Regions from separate parts of the Mus musculus genome. Here region 2 is linked to region 1. The links are chromatin contacts, called in public HiChIP or PLAC-seq maps. All regions are on one chromosome and are shown on one strand. The core of a region is the stretch at or near the end of the contact, and the rest is flanking DNA. Distances in the headings are between cores, read along the strand shown. Region 1 overlaps Wwp2 (WW domain containing E3 ubiquitin protein ligase 2). Region 2 holds the start of Hp (haptoglobin).

What was found. HiChIP or PLAC-seq counts read pairs in DNA pulled down with a chosen protein or histone mark.
Region 2: a contact with region 1 is called in an H3K27ac HiChIP or PLAC-seq map of acute myeloid leukemia, with 13 times the contacts expected there. The contact joins the promoter of Hp here to the enhancer-like site in region 1. A contact is called at or near these places in 4 of 39 promoter capture datasets (cranial neural crest, embryonic stem cells, hippocampal neurons and 1 more) and 1 of 115 datasets of contacts at active chromatin or transcription factors (acute myeloid leukemia).

What each region holds. Positions count from the first base shown.
Region 1 is chr8:107,500,770-107,504,020 of GRCm38.p6, forward strand. All of the region lies in intron 6 of Wwp2 (WW domain containing E3 ubiquitin protein ligase 2), which reads left to right. Among named protein-coding and RNA genes, the nearest start is that of Gm51547, 3.4 kb to the right of the region's middle. Within about 2 kb of position 1,807, at least 61 of the 459 cell types and tissues checked have an H3K27ac peak or open chromatin away from gene starts, as enhancers often do. A contact at or near this core is called in acute myeloid leukemia, where this site is marked.
Region 2 is chr8:109,577,538-109,580,788 of GRCm38.p6, forward strand. It overlaps Hp (haptoglobin), which reads right to left and starts at 1,635. Exons shown (of 5, transcript NM_017370.2): 1 at 1,473-1,635; 2 at 1-25. The coding sequence starts at 1,477.

The DNA of each region.
Region 1 (3,251 bases), core at 557-3,056:
GGAGGCAGAGGTGGCTGGGTCTTTGTGTGTGAGGCCAGCCTAGTCTACAAAGTGAGACTCTGTCTCAAAATAAAAACAAATCATAACAAGGAAACAAAAATACCTCATTATCGTTTTAGCTTGCATTTCCCTAAGAGCTCAGGGTGCTTGCTGGTGATGCTTTTGTGTTTCTTTCCTGCCGGCAGGCCTTTGATGAAGAGTGTTCACACCTTTTACTTCTAAAATACTCAGTTAACTTGTTAAGTTTGAGACATTGTGTGTTCTAGAGAAAAATCCTTTTGATGTTCTGTACTTGCAGTCCATGGACTGTCTTTTCATTGGTTTTTAATTTAATGTCTTAAGACTTATTTTTAATTATGTGTAGGTGTGCGTATTTACACGTGCGTGTGTGCACAGTAGTGAGTGCTGACTCTGGTCATTGACAGAGGCCTCAGCTCAGGGCTCCTCGGAGCTGGAGTTAGATACATGAGTGAGCAGCCTGAATCAGGTGCTGGGAAGTGAACCTGGATCTCTGGAAGAGCATCTAGTGCTCTTAGTCACTGAGAAACCAAGGCACCTAGGAGCATCTAGTGCTCAGGACCCCTCATTTTTTTTTGGGGTGGGGGGATAAAAATTCTGATTTATCCAAATAAAAGCTGATACTCCCCTAATCTCTTAGTAATCACAGTGATATGTGAGGAGCCTCTTCAAACACATGATTAAAAATCCAGTGGCCACACAGCCAGAGGTCTGTGGACAGGCCCAGACAGGGGGTTCTGACACACTCATGCTTTGGCTGTATCAGGACAAGACAGCACGTGTGCTGGGGTTCTGCCAGGCAGGAGGAACGAGCATGATTTATCTGCTGGCAAATGAGTCTCCTCCACAACACAGAATCATTCTTTTATCTAAATCTATCTATCTTCTCAATCCTGGACATCAAAGTAGTCAATCACGGCCTAGGACCCCTCATTCTTGATGGTGTCTTTGAAAGAGCAGTTTGTCACAGCAGCATTATGGACACATGAGTGTATAAAAGTGTCTTTTATTCACTTGATGTGATTGCCATCTCCAAGCCTTACTGCCTCCGTCTGCTAATGCAGGCCTCGTCCTGGAACCTTCCAGCCTCCGTACAATCTTATTAGCATAGAATGTTTTCAGCTTCTGAGACTTACTGCTGAATAAGCTCACCCTTTCTAGCTCTTGCTGAAAGCTGGCTGGCTCAAACTCCTCTCCACACTGACTGATTCAATCTGGCTTCTCTCAGTTTCTGACTGAATTGCTGCTTGGCCTTATACTAACTTTGGCAATGTGTTCTAATCTTCTGTCTCCTTGTTCTCTAGCTCGTTCTGTCTTCATCTTTGTCTAGCTTGCTCTCTTTCTCTCTGCAACCCGTCTTTATACCCCTGTCCTGATAAGGCTGCCCCTCCCTCTGCACTGTCCTCTCCTGGGTCTCTCGCTCTTCTCGTGGGTTAGGCAGATCCTGTTCTGTTAAATCTTTCTCTGATTTGTCCCTTTCTCTGCCATCCCTTTCAAACATGGGGGATTCCTTCTACAGACTACCTTCATTGTTTTGGGATTTAAAGGTGTGTACTAAGGGTGTGCCTGTATTCCAGCCAGAGGGTTTAAAGGTGTGTGCTAAGGGGCTGAGCCACACCACAACTAGAAACAGTTCTTTTTCTGTAAATAACACAATTTCGGGGTACAGAGAGTGATCAAATATCCTGCGACGCACGTGTGTTGGAGCAAGCCGGAAGGGCAGTGTATTTCACTGTGCTGTCGGCTCCCTGGGGTCAGGGACTGGCAGTCAGAGGTGACAGTTGAGTAACAATTCAGTGATTCACAAGAAGGATGAGACAAGATGTCTCAAGACATCTAAGGCTGTGGTTGTCAGGATACAGATGAAGTTTCAGGACTGAGATGAGAGTCAAGAGCAGTTGCCTGAGACCTCCTCTGCTTCAGGACCATTTTGAGGAGTGCGGAGAGAATCCCAGGCTCTGGCCTTAATTGGCGTTGCTTGGTGGCTTCAGTTCCTGATGGAGGAACTGAGGTAAGGGTATTACCAACATTCGAAGAAGGATTTGACAGAAACAGAGCTAAGTTTCCGTAACTGGGCAACTTGAAACCATTGTGGAGTTTGGCCTGACTGGCATGGTGGTTAAGCTGTCTCCTCATTGCCTGGTGTGTGTGTAGGGGAGGGGGGCTTCATAGAGACTTCTTGCCCCTACAGTGTGGAGGAGGATAAAGCCAAGGTTGAAGTCATTGGCAGAGCTGAAGCCAGGATGTCTGTGGCAGAGGCCAGCTCATCTCCTCTCCGTTGCCTCCAGTTTGTCTTTGTCCTAGCGCTATTTTGGCCTGTGGTTTGTGGTTTCGGTGAGTGAGCCAGTTTGTATCACAATACAATTGCATCTTTTAAGGGTTGAGTGAGCAACCCAGGAGAGGAAACTGCTGAAGAGACTTTCCTCAATTGGTAAGGCTTTGTCTTCTCTGTGATGGTCTTCTTTTAAGGTAATGCAAGGGCAAGAAGAGGGAGGGGGAGAGAGGTGGAGAGAGAGAGAGAGAGGTAGAGAGAGAGAGAGAGGGAGGGAGGGAGGGAGGGAGGGGGGAGGAGGTAGAGAGAGAGAGAGCTAGAGGTAGAGGAGTTAGAGTTAGTTTGGTGTGGTGTCTGGGGGCGGGGGTGATAGTGGCAGTTGGCTCAGCTGGGAGGCAGCAATTCATGCAAAGTGGTCCCAGCTGCCCCTGATTTATGGGCTAATCCCGGCCCTGCTCCAGCCTGTCATTCAGGGTAAGCTGCTATCATTAGTGGTTAAACATTTCTGAAAGTATTCTCTGTCGACTCTGACCACATGCCCTTTCGTGGAAGAGGGGAAGGGAGGAGCCAGGAGAGCCATGAGCCCCACCCTGTTAGCCATATCCCCCCCCCCCCCCCTGCTCTATGGAGACGACAAGGAATGGGTTTGTCATGGCCTGTGTGTCTGATAGCGGCCTTGCTGCCTCTCCTCCCTGAGGGACCTCCCAGGAAGGTCTTCTGTTGTCTGTGGAAGAGGAATCTTGGCTGGAATAAACCTTCACTAGCTAGCTTCATCTCTTTCAAGCTCTCTGCCCTCAACCGTACACACTGAGCCACCCTGGACAGTTGCTGCAGTCGCCTTTCCCTCACAACTGCTGTGTACAATTTCTGTTTTTGCGAAGTGCTTAGTACTAATATTTCTTCCCACCAATGGGGGCTTTGAAATTCTTTGAGGTATGGCTGACAGTTTTTTGATTTGTGA
Region 2 (3,251 bases), core at 385-2,884, 2.1 Mb after region 1:
GAGAGTGACAACAGCTCCCAGGGCTCTGTAGAGAAATGGCAAGAGGGAGTGGGGTTGGTCTCCTTGTACATGTGATCTCCTTACATACATGCATGCATGTACACAAAACACACACACACACACACACACACACACACACACTTTCCATTAAGCAGATACTAAAGGAAGAGAACAAGATGCTAAGACCAAAGAACTGCTTGCTACCCACCCCACCCATGCTTCAGCAAACTCCAGATGCACAAGAAGGGAATTTTGTAGAAGCTTAGAAAGGGACCACTGTGACAGAGGAAGGAAAGCACCGCCAGTGTGGCAGTATATGTGCCATCCCAGCTCTCCACACTCTGGCACAGAGGCAGGAGGATCGGGGCTTTGACCACAGCCTGTGCTGTGCCTATCTCAAAAAAAAGCTGAGAAGTGGGAGGTGGGAAAAGAGTGGAGTGGAGAGGAGGCCCAGGGCACAGTGGTGACCCCCGAGGTCCTGCGAGGGGAGGCCTCTGCTCCCATCCATTAAGTACCGGGCTATGAAGACATTGTTAGGACACTGTAACTAACTTAAAGATGACGGCTATAGTTTATTTTGCTATTCTCACTTTTGGAAATTTCCCATAATAAAAAGGTGGTTTTGATGTTTAATTTGTCATAGTCGCTGTTGTTGTTCTTAAGTCACAGTCCCATTCTTTGCCTAGGCTTTTCGCAAACTCCTGAACTCCCAGACTCACCCTGCCTCAGCTTTTGGAATCCCTGGGTGTGCACCATCATACATACATACATACATACATGCTACATACATACACACATCATACACACATACATACATGCTACATACATACATACATACATGCTACATACATACATGCTACATACATGCATGCATACATACATGCTACATACATACATACATACATACATACATACATACCGTATCATATGTGGTTGTTCCTATTACTTCATAGGTATTTGCCTTTAAAGGATTGCATATCAAGCCCAAGAATGCCAGAAAACTGTCTGTCTTCCTAACCTATGACTGTGGCCATCATTGGTACACAGACCACACTTAAATGCTACCCAGTTGCCTGCACATGCTGACCAGTCAGGAAGTTCTTCTGAACACTGTGCTTCTAGTCTTTTCGCTACCTTCAAAGTCTTTCTATTTTGATTAAAAAAAAAAAAAGTGGTCACCTTGATGGTGTCACTAAAATTTTAGCATGACAAGATTCACACTCAAAGTGCATAGTCAAGTTACAAGACCAAAAAAAAAAAAAAAATCTCCTAATGCTTTAGGTAAGTATACAGCAGTTCTGTGTTGCACTGCGTTCACAGTTGTCCTCAGCTGTGTGTGGCCTGCAGGCTGCAGGCTTAACTCCCACAGAAGGTTAGCTCATCAGCCTGGTTCCTGCATCCCAGCTTCTCACCTCTCCCCGTAGACTTATACTCGGTGTACTCAAAGTGGGAAGCGTGGGCTGTGGACTCACCTCATCGTGGACCTCTCTTGCCTCTCTCTGGAAGGGCTGGGCTGTGCTGACTCCGGCCGAGCCCTTTATGCCTCAGGGGTTTTATCCCACCACCACCACCACCACCTCCTCCTCCTTCTCCTCCTCCTCCTCCTTCCCCTCCTCCTCCATTTCTGTGTTTGCACAACGTCTCTAAGGTCACTGGCTGTTCCAGTAACCAAACCACAAAGCAAACCCCTGTCAAAAGCTGAGCTCTTGCTTCATACTTGGCCCTCTGCGTTGTGTTATTTTTACAAATCATGAAGAAATCTAGCAACTTCATGACCCCTCCCACCCACCACAATGGTGGATAACCCCTAGAGAGTGGGACGGGGAACAGGGGCATTAATCTGACACTTAATTGGGAGAGGGTGTTGGTTAGACCTTTTTTATTATTATTTCAAAGCCCCTTTAGACACCCTTGTGACCCAGCCTTAGCTGGAATTGTAAAGAAAGTGTTTTCCTTTTTTCAACCATGCTGCCTTAGTGTGGCCATCTCTGAGTGTGGCCAGCTCTGGAACTTGCAACCAACAGACTGGATTTATTGGGTCTTGATCCATTGTTCTTTAATCTCAGAGTGTCTAAAGCTATAGTGTAGACCGATATGGGACTCTTGTACTGGCTCTTTTATCTGGAGTTTTCAGTGCTGAGAAAAGTTTATCTCAGAACCATTTTCAAATCCAGTGTAGACATTCCTACACTCTCATTCAGAGAGCAGTAAACAGAAATTGGTTCCATTTGGCAGTTGCCCGCACCCACCCGTGAGGACATCTTCTGTTGCTAAAAGTGTTCCGACTTGAAATCAGTAAAGTGAGCCTGCTGTGTCTCCTCTGATTGTTCTTAGTGGAAAATCACACCACGTGGCTAATGTAGACACAGGGCAAACTCAATGGCAGGACATTCTGTAGCTTCACAGTCCAAATGGGCAGCTGAGAAAAGAAATCAATGCTTCAGCCATATACCTGTCCTGGCATGCTGTTCACTCAAATGTAGCAACTCAATCTAAATGGCTTCACTCGTTTAAAAAATAATTGTTTTTAAATTAGATCTCATCACAGAATCACTTGGGCTGTTCATAGTGGTATTGGTGTAGTACCACATCAACTGGGAAGAGCCCAGATCCCTATCAACAGGACACTGGTAACTAGTGTGCTTCATGGTCACTCCATGGGATATTGTCCGGCCATGCAGACACTTGGACAACAGAGAACAGGAATGATTTCACAGTTCTGACAAGAAAGGACAAAGCTGCACAGGAGAGCAGTGGGAAGTTCATTGCTCTGACAGAGCTCAAAGCCAAGCCCAGTTTGTTAAAGAACCCCAAACTCACAAACAACATCAAGACAATGAGAAGACAGGCCTGGAGCTATGGCTTAGTGGATAAGATCGCTCGCTGCTCTTCCAGAGGACCTGGGTTCAGTTCCCAGCATCGGATGGCTTACAACAGCTTGTGATTCCAGTTCCAGGGCATCCAGTGCCTCTGAACCCAGATGCAAGACACACACACACACACACACACACACACACACACACACACACACACCTACAATGCATATAGAAACAATAGAAGTAAAAAGGAAGATGCAAAAGTCACAGAAAAGGAGAGAATGTTTGCAGATGCTCTATTGATAAAGACTTAATATCCCAAATATGTGAAGGTCTCCTACAGAAAAATAACAAAACGACCACACAGTTAAAACATGAGCAAAAGATCACAGCATTCAGGAGCCTGGCTGGGAAAAAAAGAGGCAAAAATATAAA